3 separate regions of the Mus musculus genome follow, and regions 1 and 3 are each linked to region 2. The links are chromatin contacts, called in public HiChIP or PLAC-seq maps. All regions are on one chromosome and are shown on one strand. The core of a region is the stretch at or near the end of the contact, and the rest is flanking DNA. Distances in the headings are between cores, read along the strand shown. Region 1 holds the start of Entpd3 (ectonucleoside triphosphate diphosphohydrolase 3). Region 2 holds the start of Rpsa (ribosomal protein SA). Region 3 overlaps Myrip (myosin VIIA and Rab interacting protein).

Region 1 (4,529 bases), core at 253-2,752, 410 kb before region 2:
GGGGGAAGGAAGGGAGGGAGAGACAGGACACACACACACACACACACACACACACACACACACACACACACACACGAGAGAGAGAGAGAGAGAGAGAGAGAGAGAGAGAGAGAGAGAGACAGAGACAGAGAGAGAGACAGAGAGAGACAGAGACAGAGACAGAGAGACAGAGAGAGAGACAGACAGAGACAGAGACAGAGAGACAGAGACAGATGAGAGACAAATGAGAGAGACAGATGAGAGGGAGAGGTGTTCCTGTGCAGCTTACCATAGTACTCAGGGCGACCCAACTCTATCAGGATTCATTCCCACGTCAACAACACATAACACAAACCTTACACATAGCTAGGTAAGGAAACCACAAGAGCCAAAATAATGGATTATACGAACAGGAAAAACCATTTAAGCCAAACATTCGTGTTAGCCCTTGTTTCCTGTGGCTTTGTGGAAAAGCATTACTTTTATCTGAAGAATGTCAAGGGTGAAACCCAGGTGAGCGAAGTCTTGGAACAACGATAAACAGCCATTCACAGGAGATATAGATGGAGAGCTACGAACCAAAGCTGGGATTCTCCCTGGGTCTGACAAAACCTAGCATCCAGTGAGCAACACTTACCTGCCTGTTCACATGGCTGGCGGGTCATCACGGTAAACATCTTCTCTCCGGGCTGCAGGGGTAAGAACACAGAAGGAGCGTGTGGCTAAACTTGCACGTATTGATATTGAACACAACGTCATCTAAATCGAAGCCTCTTTAGAAACAATGAGGTCAAACCAGAACGTCAGAGACCGATGGAAGCTGGAACTCCAAACCCAGTATCCCCTCCCCAAATGTAAAGCTGGAAGAATGGATTGGTTAAAACTTTAACTAGAGAGCAATTTTGAAAATAAAACCCCAAAAGCTTGTGTGAGCGCGCATGTGTTCTTTCTTTCTTTCTTTCTTTCTTTCTTTCTTTCTTTCTTTCTTTCTTTCTTTCTTTCTTTTTTTTTTTTCTCCTGTGGGCCGCACCTGTGACCAGCACCCGGGCAGAGCGAACCCCCTCTTAGTAATATTCACAAGGCTCGGGCTGGGTTATACTTCAAAGCGCACCAGCAAAGCCGGTTGGCATCGGTGTGTGCTGGTGGCTGCCAGCATGCAGTCACCCTTAAAGACCCGCGGGGTGTCTCCAGCTCCCTGAGCTGAACACCAGCAGACAGCTGTCAGGCCCTGGGGATCAGGGTGGGGACCTGGGAGTTGGCCCGTCCCCTGCATCTGCAGGTCTTGGGGTGCTTCGTGACGCGGTGTCCTGTCCCTGTCAGATGACAGTGCCCAGCTCCCCGGGTTTCAGCTCCTGCCTGCGGCCCTCTGCGGGAAGCTGTGCTGGTTCCTTCCCTCCCCGCTCCCAGCCCCCCACAGCCTGCTCCATCCCACTCCTGCGCGCGGGGCCAGACCTTACCTGGGCGCTGCTTTCGCTGCGGGTTGCTGAAAAGCGGAGGCGCCTCTGGGGTGCGGGAGTCCAGGAGGCGGAGCGAGGTGGCGTGGGTGGCGCAGCCTGCTAGGGACCGCCTCCCGCAAGCGCTGGGGCCAGGACCTCTTCACCTTCCCAGGCTCTTCTCTTTCACTTCACCCCAGCCTGTCCGGCATGAGGATGGAGGGGGAATCATTGCCACGTGGGGGGTAGCCAATCCTTTCAGGCCTTGTTTTAGTTACTTCCCTCGTTGCTGACAAAGTACCTGACAAAAGGGACCTAAAGAAGAAAAGGTGACTCACGGTTGTAGGTACTGTCCTAAAAACGTATCTTGGCAGGATCTTAGACTGCAGTCACATCCTGTCTGCATTCAGGTACCAGAGATCCCAGCCTAAAGCGCTGGTACCACCCTCGTTCAAGATGGGTCTTTCTGGCCCAGTTAACCCAGCCTAGACACCCAGTCTCAGACTTGCTCAGAAGTGTGTTTCCTAGGTGATGGCAGATGCTCTTAAGCTGACAGGGTTAGTTAGCTCAGTGTCCCACCAGGACCCAGTCAGAGAGCTTTCCACATCTTTATCTTCTAACTCCCTGCACAGTCCCCTGAACCCAAGGCAGAAGAGGATGTGATGTGACCTTGCCCCCAGTCCCAAGAGGCACCCCCTGGGTGGTAGTTTGAGTAAGTTTGGTTCCCACAAATTCATGTGTTTGAATGTTTGGCCACAGGGAGTGGCACTATTAGGAGGTGTGGCCTTGTTGGAGGAAGAATGTCACTGTGGAGGCAGGGCTTTGAGCTCTTATACGCTCAAATCACACCCACCGCGGAACACATCCAGTCTCCGGCTGCTTTAGGATCAAGATGTAGAACTTTTGGCTCCACGTCTGCCCACAGGCTGCGTGGTTCCCACCATGATGATAATGGACTGAACCTCTGGAACTCTAAGCCAGCCTCAGTTAAATGTTTTCCTTCATAAGAGTTGCCGTGGTCATATTGTCTCTTCACAGAAGTGAAACCCCAAGACACCTTGCCTGCCGGTCTTCTATCTGTCAAGACAACCTTTTTAAAAGAAAAGTTGTATTATTAAGCCTATATATTGTTTGTTATATATTATTACATATACTTATTATGTGATGTGGTGTGTGTGTGTGTATACCATGTGTGTGTGAGGACACCCACAGTGCTTCAGATCCTCTGGAACTGGAGTCACAGGCAATTGTGAGGCTCTGAGTCAGCGCAGGAAGGCTGAAAGGAGAATGGAGCCCAGTACCCTGTTTTGTGTGTTGTTTTGAGACAAGATTTGCCTATGTAGCCCAGGCTGGCTTTGCACTTGTTCCTGCCTTAGTCTTCTAGTACTGGGGTCACTCTTGGGTCACCACACATGCTACAAGGTAACTTTATTTTCCTAGTTTCCCCATCAAACATTTTTGGAGGGAAAAACAGAACCAAGGGCCAATTAGGACAGGGCAGGCCACTCTGAGAGCACACATAACTCCGTGCATTCCCCCTCAGTCTCTCTGGGAAGAGGGTGTGTCGTGCAGAACAACTAGAATGGGGTATGGTGAGTAGGCAGGTGGGTTCCAGTCACGTGGGCGGACACTGGAGAACACAGAACTGGGCAGACACACTCTCAAGCCAATCTGTGGTGGTGATTCCCAGGGGGCTTAATGGGGACCGAAAAGTATGCTCCTTCATTCTAAACATCACTGAGCCAACAGTCAGGACAAAAACAGCTTGGAGGAAGCCAAATAGGACAGATGACAAAGAAGGACAGCCCAGGGACTGCAGAGACCCAGAGGGCTTCGGAGCCCATTTCTGGTGCAGCCTCTTGGCTCCTTAGAGGGCCCAAAGCTAGAAGCTTGAGTGAGAGGTTGTCCTGTTGTATTTTCTGTTGCTCTGATAGCACTCTGACCAAAACCACCTTAGGGGAGGAAAGGGTTTATTTGACTATATTTCCAGGTCACAGGGCATCAGTGAGGAAAGTCAGGGTAGGATTCTCAAGCAGGATGTTAAAATGGAACCATGAAGGATGTGTACTGGACTAATGTCTCACAGGCTCATGCTCACCTTTCTTATACAATCCAGGGCAGCCTGCTCAGGGAATGGTGCCATCCACAGTGGGCTGGACCCTCCGACATCAAGACAATCCCCAATAAAGATATGCACTGGTCAATCTGACCTAGGCAATTCCTCAATTGAGGTTTTCTTCCTCAAATGATTCTATCATTAAATTGACAATCAAAGCTAAGGACGATAGAGGTCTTGAACCATCCTCCCTTGTGGCTCAGTAGGTCTGGAAGGAAGGTCTGAGGGCAAGGTCCTTGGCTGCCTTCTAAAATTCCACTGGTTTGCTCCTTTGTAAGTAGGGCTGAAGTCCCTGTGGGATGGACAGAGGGCTTGAAGAGAGGAATTCCTGCTTGAAAACCTGTGAGCCTAGAGAGAAAAGCCCATGTGTGACTGTGTGTGTATGTGAGGAGGGTATGTGTGTAAGTGTGTGTGTGAGAGGGTATGTGTAGTGTGTGTGAGTGTATGTGTGTATGTGTGTGTGGAGTGTATGTGTATGAGTGTGTATATGTGAATGTGAGTCTATAAGTTATGCATGAGTGTATGTGTGAGTGTGGCTGTGTATGTGAGTGTGTGAGTTATGTATGAGTGTGTGTATGTGTGAATGTGTGAGTATATGTGTGTGTTCACAAGGAGCAGTGTTGGATGGAGATGGGTCCTTGCTGAAGGACTGGTATATGATCTGCTCTGGGGGAAGGAGTGTTGACTACATATAAGACTTAATTTCTTCGAACACTATGGGGTACTGGAACATAACACATGTTATAAAAACCTGGGTCCTTATGCATCTAGGGGAACAGGAGTCCACTGACTGCAGTTGGCTTGTCACCCAGACCCAAAGTGAGAGATCTGTTCTAAGGTATACATCTGACAGTAGCAACTCTGGTGAGCTGCTGGGAACCGAGAAAGGTTCTTGGGCCAGGGGACCTAAATGTATCTAAAAATAGCCCAAGATCCATCTGAGCCAGCTCTCCTTGCTCACCTCAGTCTACAGTGCCAGCCTCCTCTGTGGGCGGCTTCAG
Region 2 (4,244 bases), core at 843-3,342:
CCCCCCCTCCTCTGTTTGTGGATAGTTCTTTAGTTAATTTAGGAGTGGTTATCCTGCAATGTACAAAAGTATATCACCCCCACACATGGTGGTTTGGTATTGGATCTCCTTGAACAGAACTATGGATGGTTTTAAGCCACCACGTACCAAAACTATCTCAACAGTTCATATCTCATTGTTTTATCAACTGATATACATGTTAACAAAGACTTAACTTGGCTATTTTGTTTGTGTCTGACGTTGCCTTTCCCTTAAGTCAGCACCAATTTCCTCTAACACAAAGCTCTGTTTGCCACCGAGTCAGCACTGTTTCCTGCATGGTTTGCCTCCTCAGTCACTGTCCACAGGACTCTGAGAAGTCGTAGGAATATGCAGGCGCGGGCACAAAGCCCAGCTTCATCTCCAACGCCGTGGAAAGGGACTGTACGTCACTGGGCAAGGCCTATGCTCCCCTATGCCACTAGGACAGAGCCCAGGGAGAGTGACCTCCTGGGTTGTCCACGTTGGATACTTTGCTTTGTATGCCCAATGTACTCTATCGATTACTGACCCCCAAACAAAAGCACATGCATGCCACAAACCTGGCCAGTGTTCCTGGAGGAGATGACGCTGACGTCAGCAGGATTCTCGATGGCAACAATAGCTCGAGCTGCGAGCAACAGCTTCTCCCAGGTCCTCTTCAGGTTTATGATGTAGATACCTAGGCCAGCAAACGGAACTCTCTGAGGAGCTTCCCAAGGCAGGAAGTCTGGCAGTCACTCTGCAGACCTGGCTGATCAGACTCCTGACTGCCTCCTAAACACTAGGATTAAAGGGTGTGAAACCACCACACCCAGCAACAAGTAGTTTAAAGTGGGTGTCCCAGACAGGCTTGCTAGCCTCATAGCCTTGTGAATGGACACTGTGGGAAGGTAAGGCATACGCATGTGGCAGTGACCACTACCAAACTCCAGTCATAGAGGCAAGCTCTACTGGTGTTAGCGAAAATCCTGCCATAAATTCAATGTAGCACACTTCCGACACTCAGAAGTTCACTGGCCAAGACTGGCCTCCACTCTGAGCTTTAATAGTGTGCAGGGTCAGTCAGTCCTCCATGACCTCTGGCCCCTTCCCACACATCCTCTTAGTTACATCACAAGCCAGAGTAGCACTCCAACACCAACCATTCAGTTACCAGGCACTATACCCATTAGAGCACCATAGTCAGGAACTGACTATCACAGGTGGCAACTGACCGTCACTTTTCCTTTTGTAGATGTACTGCTCCATCTGAAAGTCAAGGTTGGTGCCACCTAAGTGGGTTCCCGCAGCAAGGAATTTGAGGACATCCTCCTCCTTCATCTGCAGGACGTCAAGGGCTCCGGACATTGTGTAAGTTTCCCTTTAAGTTACGATGGGAATCTAAAAAAGGAATAAAATTCATCTTTTTTCTTCTGACACTAGAACTCACAAGATTGCCCTGCCTCCTGAGAGGGGGACTAAAGGCGTATGCCACTAGGCGCAGCACATCATCTGAGCTGAAATGGGTTGTGTTCTTATTCCTCCTTGCCTTTCGATTTTTCTGGCCACCTAGTCACTAAGGAAAGTGACTTTGTCAGCAGAGCACATATAGAAAAACTGGACAGTTGAAGTTAGCGCCTCCGCAGGCACACTGACTACAGGATAGCTACTTAAGTATAGCTGCTTCTTTGCACCGAGAGTTGCGCAAAGGCGGCCATGATCGGGGTGCTTCGGGAGTTGTATTTCGAGACTGGCCGGCAGTTCCCGTCCCATCTCCATGCGCCTCACAAGCACTTTTCCCAGCATCTTGCCGACAGGGCCCTCGAGCGTGGCGCGAACCGCAGAAGGGCCCCGCAGTGGCGCCCGCCCCACCTAACTGCGGGCCAGCACGTGGCGCTGCCGCCAGGAGCCAAGCCGCCCCGGCACACGCAGCCTCGGCGCCCTCCGCGCCCACCCATGGCGCGGGAAGCTAGTAAGCGCGCGTCCCGCGGCGTCCGGAGACGCCGAGGGCTCCACGTGAGACTCACCAAGAACAACGCCGTATGGACCCGTCCCCGGGTAGCGCGAAAGGACGGGCGGCCGGAAATGACGTCCTTAAATAACCCACAGCCAGCCAATGGCAAAGCAGGCTAAGCAAAAAGGGAGAACTTCCGCTCCGGAAAAAGCCTCTGGCGCACGCGCAGATTCAGTGAGTGGGCCCGCTGTAGCGCGCGCGGAGCGGAAGTTAAAGTGGCCCGCGCCTGCGCGGCTGCAGTCGCTGCACAGACCCCAGGCCGGAAGTAGCTGGGGCGAGGGGGGGGAGTGGGGGGGGGGGAGCGAGCGTGGAAAGTCCGTAGCTTTTGGTCCGCTGAGTGACGAATAGGCTTCAAGCTGGGCCACCTATGTCAGGATTAACTCCAGGAGCACACACCCGCCTGCCCCTCTGGTACTGGCTCCTTCCTACATTTGAGAACTACAAAATAGTAGTTACCCAGTAAGATATTACAAAAGTGTTGAAGGGAGCAGGGAGAAATTTGGATGCGTCATCTATTTACAAAGCGTTTATTACTGTATTCCATGTCTCAAGTAATCTAGAGATGACTTGGAGTCTGTGGGAGGGTTGTGGTTATTAGAAAATACCAGACTATTTTTGTTTTGTTTTGTTTTTCGAGACAGGGTTTCTCTGTACAGCCCTGGCTGTCCCGGAACTCACTTTATTGACCAGGCTGGCCTCGAACTCAGAAATCCGCCCGCCTCTGCCTCCGGAGTGCCGGGGCTAAATAAAGGCGTGTGCCACCACGCCCAGCTCAGACCATTTTATATTAGGGACTTGAGCATCTATGGGTTTGGCATCCATAGGTGGTTCTGGAACAAATCCCACAGATACTGAAGGATAACCATATATGCATACAACAAAAATAATAGATCAAAAACCCAGAGGAGTGTGGGTGCAGCTCCGTGGTAGAGTACTAACATCGAAAGGCTCTGGGTTTCTTCAGTTCTTGCTGGGGCAAGAGGACCATGAATTTGAAGCTATAGTCATACTCTGTCTCAAAAATAAATATAAAACGGTAAAACTAAAAAGAACAAAGCATTTAACTTGCCACATCGTGAATGTGTATCAAGATATCTTGTTAAGTAAAACAGAATATTCTAAAATCTATTAAGTGGTATGTTCAGGTCAGGTAGTGGTGGCCTATGCCTGTAATCCTAGCCAGCACTCAGGAGACAGAGGCAAGCAGATCTCTACGAGTTGAAAGCTAGTCTAATCTACAAAAATGAGTTCCAGGACAGCCAAAGCTACACAGAGAAACCCTGTCTTTAAAAAAAAGAAAAAATAGAGTGGCCTAGCTCCCTGCGGCTGTCCTTGGTCACGCTTGGTACCAGGCTGAAGCAGTCAAGATGACCTTATTTCAGCTTAGAAGTGAGCACTGGGTTCATATACTTGTCCCTGTAGGATTTGTCTTTGGGTATTATCTAGACAGAAAGGATGGTGAAAAGCTAACTGCTGCTGGGCCGTGGTATTGCACGCCTTTAATCCTAGCACTTAGGAGGCAGGAGCAGGCAGATTTCTGAGTTCGAGGCCAGCCTGGTTTACAGAGTGAATTCCAGGACACCCAGGACTACACATAGAAACCCTGTCTCGAAAAAAAACCAAAACAACAAAAAAAAGCTAACTGCCTTCAGGAATAAGAGCATGCTATTTCAAAGGGAACTAAGGCCCAATGAAGTTACTTGCAAGTAAAAACTGGTTAAATGACAGAATGTTCACATTTTAAAAGTTATTGGAGAAATAAAAGCATTTATTATTTAATTAGAAAAAAATGACAATAGAAAGTGAGTGGTAGGTCTGGGAATGAAGATTATAAGTAGGTATAAGAGCTTACTGGAGGTCGGGGGTGGAAATGTTCTAAAACTAGTTTATAGGGTCATGGCTGCACTTTTAAACAGGGTCTCACAAGTGGAGGATGACTGAGCTTCCAGCTCTTCTGCCTCTGACTCCCAGTGAGGGAATGCCAAGCCTGAGGACCGGTGTTCCTGTTTGCTCTATTGCTAATGCAAATGAACCCACCAGAACCTTGCATGAATTAGCATGACACTCAGCCGAACATCCAGCCCCAAACCACCAAGCAGTGGGCTTCAAGCAAGTAGGAAGCCTCTTTGAATTCATAATCTCAAGGCACTTTTGTTTTTCCTTCAGTTTTTGAGACATGGTTTTCTCTGTGTAGCCCTAGCTGTCCTAGAACTTGCTCTGTCTAACAGGC
Region 3 (4,039 bases), core at 1,296-3,795, 300 kb before region 2:
GAACACTGAGTTCTCTTTCTTTGGAGAGACAGCAACTAGGGCTTTCTTACACCATAAGGACATTAGATATCCCCCATAGGAAAATGTGAATGGGGGTCTCCTGGGAACCCTAGCCCTGGTGCCTGGCGCTCATTCCACCACTCCTTACTCTAGAGTTCATTTCTGCCACACCCTCTGCTGAAGCCCACTAACTCCTTAGACCTCTCACCTCCAAGCTTTTCTCCCTAGGATCTGTGCTCACATCTGACCCTCCTGGCTGGCTCTCCATCATCTGCCTTATGCTCTGGCTGACCATGCACATGGCTCTGCAGCCTCTGGATGACAGGGCGAGGCAGGACCCAGATCCCAACAACCTGTTTCTCTAAGAACCAAAGTAGCTTCCTCTGCCCTGGGGACAGGTTTCACGGTGGAGAGAAGAGCGGTCTCAAGGCCTGGGTATGAAGCCTGGAAGCCATGCGGCAGTACACGATTCTCAGATCCCCACTCCGCTCAGTGGTGAAAAAGAGCAGTTAACACCTCCCTGAGATGTCATGAGGATGACAGCAGGAAGTGCTTATACGGGGTGGTTCCATGCTTTTCCAGAGCAGATAAGTAAGTGTGTAAGTATGTATGAGTGTGTATGTCTATGTGTTATATGCACATATATGTGTACATGTGTGCATGTGAGTGTGTGCATGTGTATGTACATATGTGTATATGCATGCATGTGTGCACATATGTGTGCATGTGAGTATACATGTGTGCATGTTCATGTACATATGTGTGTGTATGCATGTGTGTACATGTATGTGAATGTGCGTGTGTGTGTGTGTGTGCATATGTGTGTGCATGTAAGTGTGAGTGTGTGTATATGTGAGTTGTGTATGTCCATGTTTGTGTGTGCATGTGAGTATATGTGTGTATGTATGTGTGTACTCGTGCTTGTGTGTGTATATGTGTGTGCCCTGTAGTTGATGTCAGGATCCTAAGTCACTCTTCCTTTTATTCTTTGAAGCAGGGTCTCTCAGCCACTGATATGCTAGTCTCACTAGCCAGTCTGTTCTGGGGACTCCAACTCTACCTCCCGAGGCTGGAATTACAGGCAGCTGCCATGTCCACTTGGCATTTATCAGAGCTCGGGGGATCTGAACTCTGGTCTTTAGGTTTGTACAGCAAGTGCTCTAACCACTGAGAAATCTCCCAGCCATCCAGCTTAGTTTTCAAGACAGGATCTCCCACTGAAGCTGGGTCTCATGGATTCAGCTCAGCTGGCTGATCAGAAACCCCAGGGTTCCTCCTGTCACCTTAAATGAGTATTTATTATTTTTGTTACTTATGCATATGTGTGAGTGCTTGTATACGTTTATTTACACCAAGTATGCAGGAGCCTCTGGAGGTCAGAGGGTGTCAGATCTATTGGAGCTGGAGTTACATGCAGTTGTGAGTCACCTGATATGCATGCTGGGAACAAAAACCGGGCTCTGCAGGAGCAGGTAGCACTGAGCTGTCTCTCCAGCCCTATGCCTAATTTTTTTTTTTTTAAATGTGGGATATGAGGAATTGAACTCAGGACCCCATGCTTACACAACAAACATCTTACCACCAGAGTCACTCCAAGGCCAAAGCGGACTCTTAGTAGCTCCTTTCCTCACAGCCATTTGTGAACAGAGCTGCTGTACTGAAATGGCAAATTCAAGAGTAGGCTTGGAACTGAAGAGATGGCTCAGTGGTTAAGAGCTCTGGCTACTTTTCTAGAGGACCCAGGTTCAATTCCTGGTGCCACTATTGTGTCTTATATTAGCCTGTGGTTCCAATCCCAGGGGGATCTGATGTCCCTTACTGGCATCCATGGCTACTGCATGCATGGGCACACACACACAAAATACCAAAATAATAAATAATGTTAGGAAAAGATTCTGCTTAACCCTGGTTATCAGCAGAAGGTCTTAGGTCAAATAGAAACCCAGCCTGTTTCCTGTGACTGCGAAGCTTCCCATAGCCAAAGAGAGGGAGGCAGAGGAGGAGCCTTCACAGACACACCTCCACCTCCAGGGTGGGTCAGGAAGTACGGTGCTTGTACTCTCTAGGATACCATGTACGGAGGGATGGGATTCAACTGCTGAGACCCAGAGACAGAGAGGAGAGGGAGATGAAGAGGAGAGAAGAAATAGGAGACAGAGAGAAGAGAAAGGAGAGGGAAGAGAGAGGAGGGAGAGAGGAGGGAAGAGAAAAAAGAGGTAGGGAAGTGAGGAAAGTGGGAGAAGCGGGGACGTGAGAAGAGAGGCGACGTGATGTTCTAGGTATCTGCATAGTGAATCTAGGGATAAAAGACACTTAACAGAAACCCTGAAACCACACAGACAGAGCTCTGTCATTGCTGAGTGTTGTAGCTGCAGTCTTCACCCATCAGGCACTAGTGGGTTAACAGGAAAGTGGCCCCTCACAGACAATCTTTAGATGGACGGGTAGTTGACATTTCTGGCTCTTTGCACAGGGTGGATTTTGCTCATAGCCTGCTGGTTGGTTATAGAAAGGAAATGGCAGTCAGTCTGCAAGCATTTCCTCCTCGGGTGGCCACTTTGTGGTTAAGTATTTTTGCTATTCAGGGATGGGATCTGGGTCTGGCCTACAACAGTGAATACCGATAACAGCTGCTACGCGCAACAACACACGGGTCCATGTTCTGCTGTACATATGTACACTAGGTGAGGAACAGACCCCCCAGTGTGTGGAGCTTCATGGCCCCTGGATTCTGTTTTCATGGTCACAGCCATAGAAACGTAGCTGAGCTAATTTCATTATGTGAGACTAAGTGAGATGTTGATGTGAGTTCTAACTCCTAAGGGAGAGGAAGAACATTCTAGAGTAATCAGGAAGAGCACAGGCACCATTGAACCACAATGCCATCCTAAGATGTACTGAGATAGACAACTAACTGCCTGTCAGAGAGCTTTTCACACACACACACACACACACACACACACACACACACACACACACACACACTCACTTATGGGAGGAGGAGCTGAACGGCCATGCGATAGCTAGCTAGCAAGACTCCAAACAGCACCTGTGAAACCCACTTGGAGTCAGGGTGTGGTGTGCACACCTATAATCTCAGCTTTTAGAAGCGGAGACAGGAGAATCAAGTATTCAAGGCCATCCTTGGCTATACAGGGAGTTGGGGGCCAGCTTGGGCTCCATGAGGTATTGTATCAAAATAAAACAAAACACAGAAACAAACACCACCACCACCAAGAAAAGCATTACTTGTTCCGTCCAGTCCATCCATGCTCCTCCAGCTGGGCAGAGCGGCCTCCTCCAGCAGACGCTGGGCGCGGTCCTTGGGTGACCTTGGTGCAGCCTCTGCTGAACCAGACTTCAGAGCATCTTCCATAGTGAAGGAGAATGCAGACTGGGACCGCTGTGGAAAAAGAGAGGTGTGAGCCTTAAGCATAGCCCCAGGCTGAGTGTCAGCAGCTCAGGAGTAAACAAGCAGAGGACACTTCACAGTGAGGCTATTTTCCTCAGCCAGGCTCAGGAGCTGCAGGCTGGCACAGGAAGTGTTTGTTTTGAACACTGGTAGGCTCAGGAGGGAAAGGACATTTCATTTAGCCACGGAAAGCACCCACGAGAACAGGTAAGAGGATCCTTGAACACAGCCCTCCCTGCCTGGCTGCTGCATCACCCACTCCACCACAGGAGGGGGAGCCAAGGAGACGTGGAGTCTCTCTCAGAGATGTATAAGCAAGTGTGGCATGATCTGAAGCGGAACTCAGGAGTGATCGTCCTGGGGCTGGAATTCCTCCACAGCCTTGGCCCATAATCTGGAAGCTTCCTCTTGCTGTGTGCTCACGGTGCACTTCAGGGAGCGTGACAGTTGGGGAGAAGGCTCAGTCAGAGAAGTGCTTGCTTTGTAAGCATGAAAACCCATGTCAGACCCCCAGACCCACATAAAAGCCAGGTGTGGCCAAGTGAGGTGGTGTGCACCTTTGATTCTAGCACCAGGAGGCAGAGATACGCAGGTCCCTGGGGCTTGCTGGCCAGCAAGTTAGCTCAC

What was found. HiChIP or PLAC-seq counts read pairs in DNA pulled down with a chosen protein or histone mark.
Region 1: a contact with region 2 is called in an HNF4G HiChIP or PLAC-seq map of pancreatic cancer cells. The contact joins the promoter of Entpd3 here to the promoter of Rpsa in region 2. A contact is called at or near these places in 1 of 39 promoter capture datasets (liver) and 4 of 115 datasets of contacts at active chromatin or transcription factors (embryonic basal ganglia, embryonic stem cells, forebrain and 1 more).
Region 3: a contact with region 2 is called in an H3K4me3 HiChIP or PLAC-seq map of the SCID.adh cell line, with 4 times the contacts expected there. The contact joins the enhancer-like site here to the promoter of Rpsa in region 2. A contact is called at or near these places in 2 of 39 promoter capture datasets (the 3T3-L1 cell line and cranial neural crest), 17 of 484 Hi-C or Micro-C datasets (B cells, the HPC-7 cell line, Sertoli cells and 13 more), 14 of 115 datasets of contacts at active chromatin or transcription factors (the SCID.adh cell line, VIP interneurons, astrocytes and 11 more) and 3 of 9 other capture datasets (adipose tissue, embryonic stem cells and liver).

Annotation. Positions count from the first base shown.
Region 1 is chr9:120,536,791-120,541,319 of GRCm38.p6, reverse strand. Entpd3 (ectonucleoside triphosphate diphosphohydrolase 3) reads right to left here and starts at 1,502. Exons shown (of 11, transcript NM_178676.5): 1 at 1,437-1,502; 2 at 617-668. The coding sequence starts at 656.
Region 2 is chr9:120,125,614-120,129,857 of GRCm38.p6, reverse strand. It overlaps Rpsa (ribosomal protein SA), which reads right to left and starts at 2,092. Exons shown (of 7, transcript NM_011029.4): 1 at 2,028-2,092; 2 at 1,236-1,401; 3 at 582-700. The coding sequence starts at 1,368. It overlaps LOC115485682 (a small nucleolar RNA gene), which reads right to left and starts at 1,078; the gene lies at 923-1,078. Gm26448 (a small nucleolar RNA gene) reads right to left here and starts at 507; the gene lies at 305-507. It also overlaps a transcript of Slc25a38 not described here.
Region 3 is chr9:120,426,872-120,430,910 of GRCm38.p6, reverse strand. It overlaps Myrip (myosin VIIA and Rab interacting protein), which reads right to left. Exons shown (of 17, transcript NM_144557.5): 9 at 3,250-3,403. Among named protein-coding and RNA genes, the nearest start is that of D830035M03Rik, 64 kb to the left of the region's middle. Within about 2 kb of position 2,545, at least 17 of the 459 cell types and tissues checked have an H3K27ac peak or open chromatin away from gene starts, as enhancers often do. A contact at or near this core is called in the HPC-7 cell line, the SCID.adh cell line and group 2 innate lymphoid cells, where this site is marked.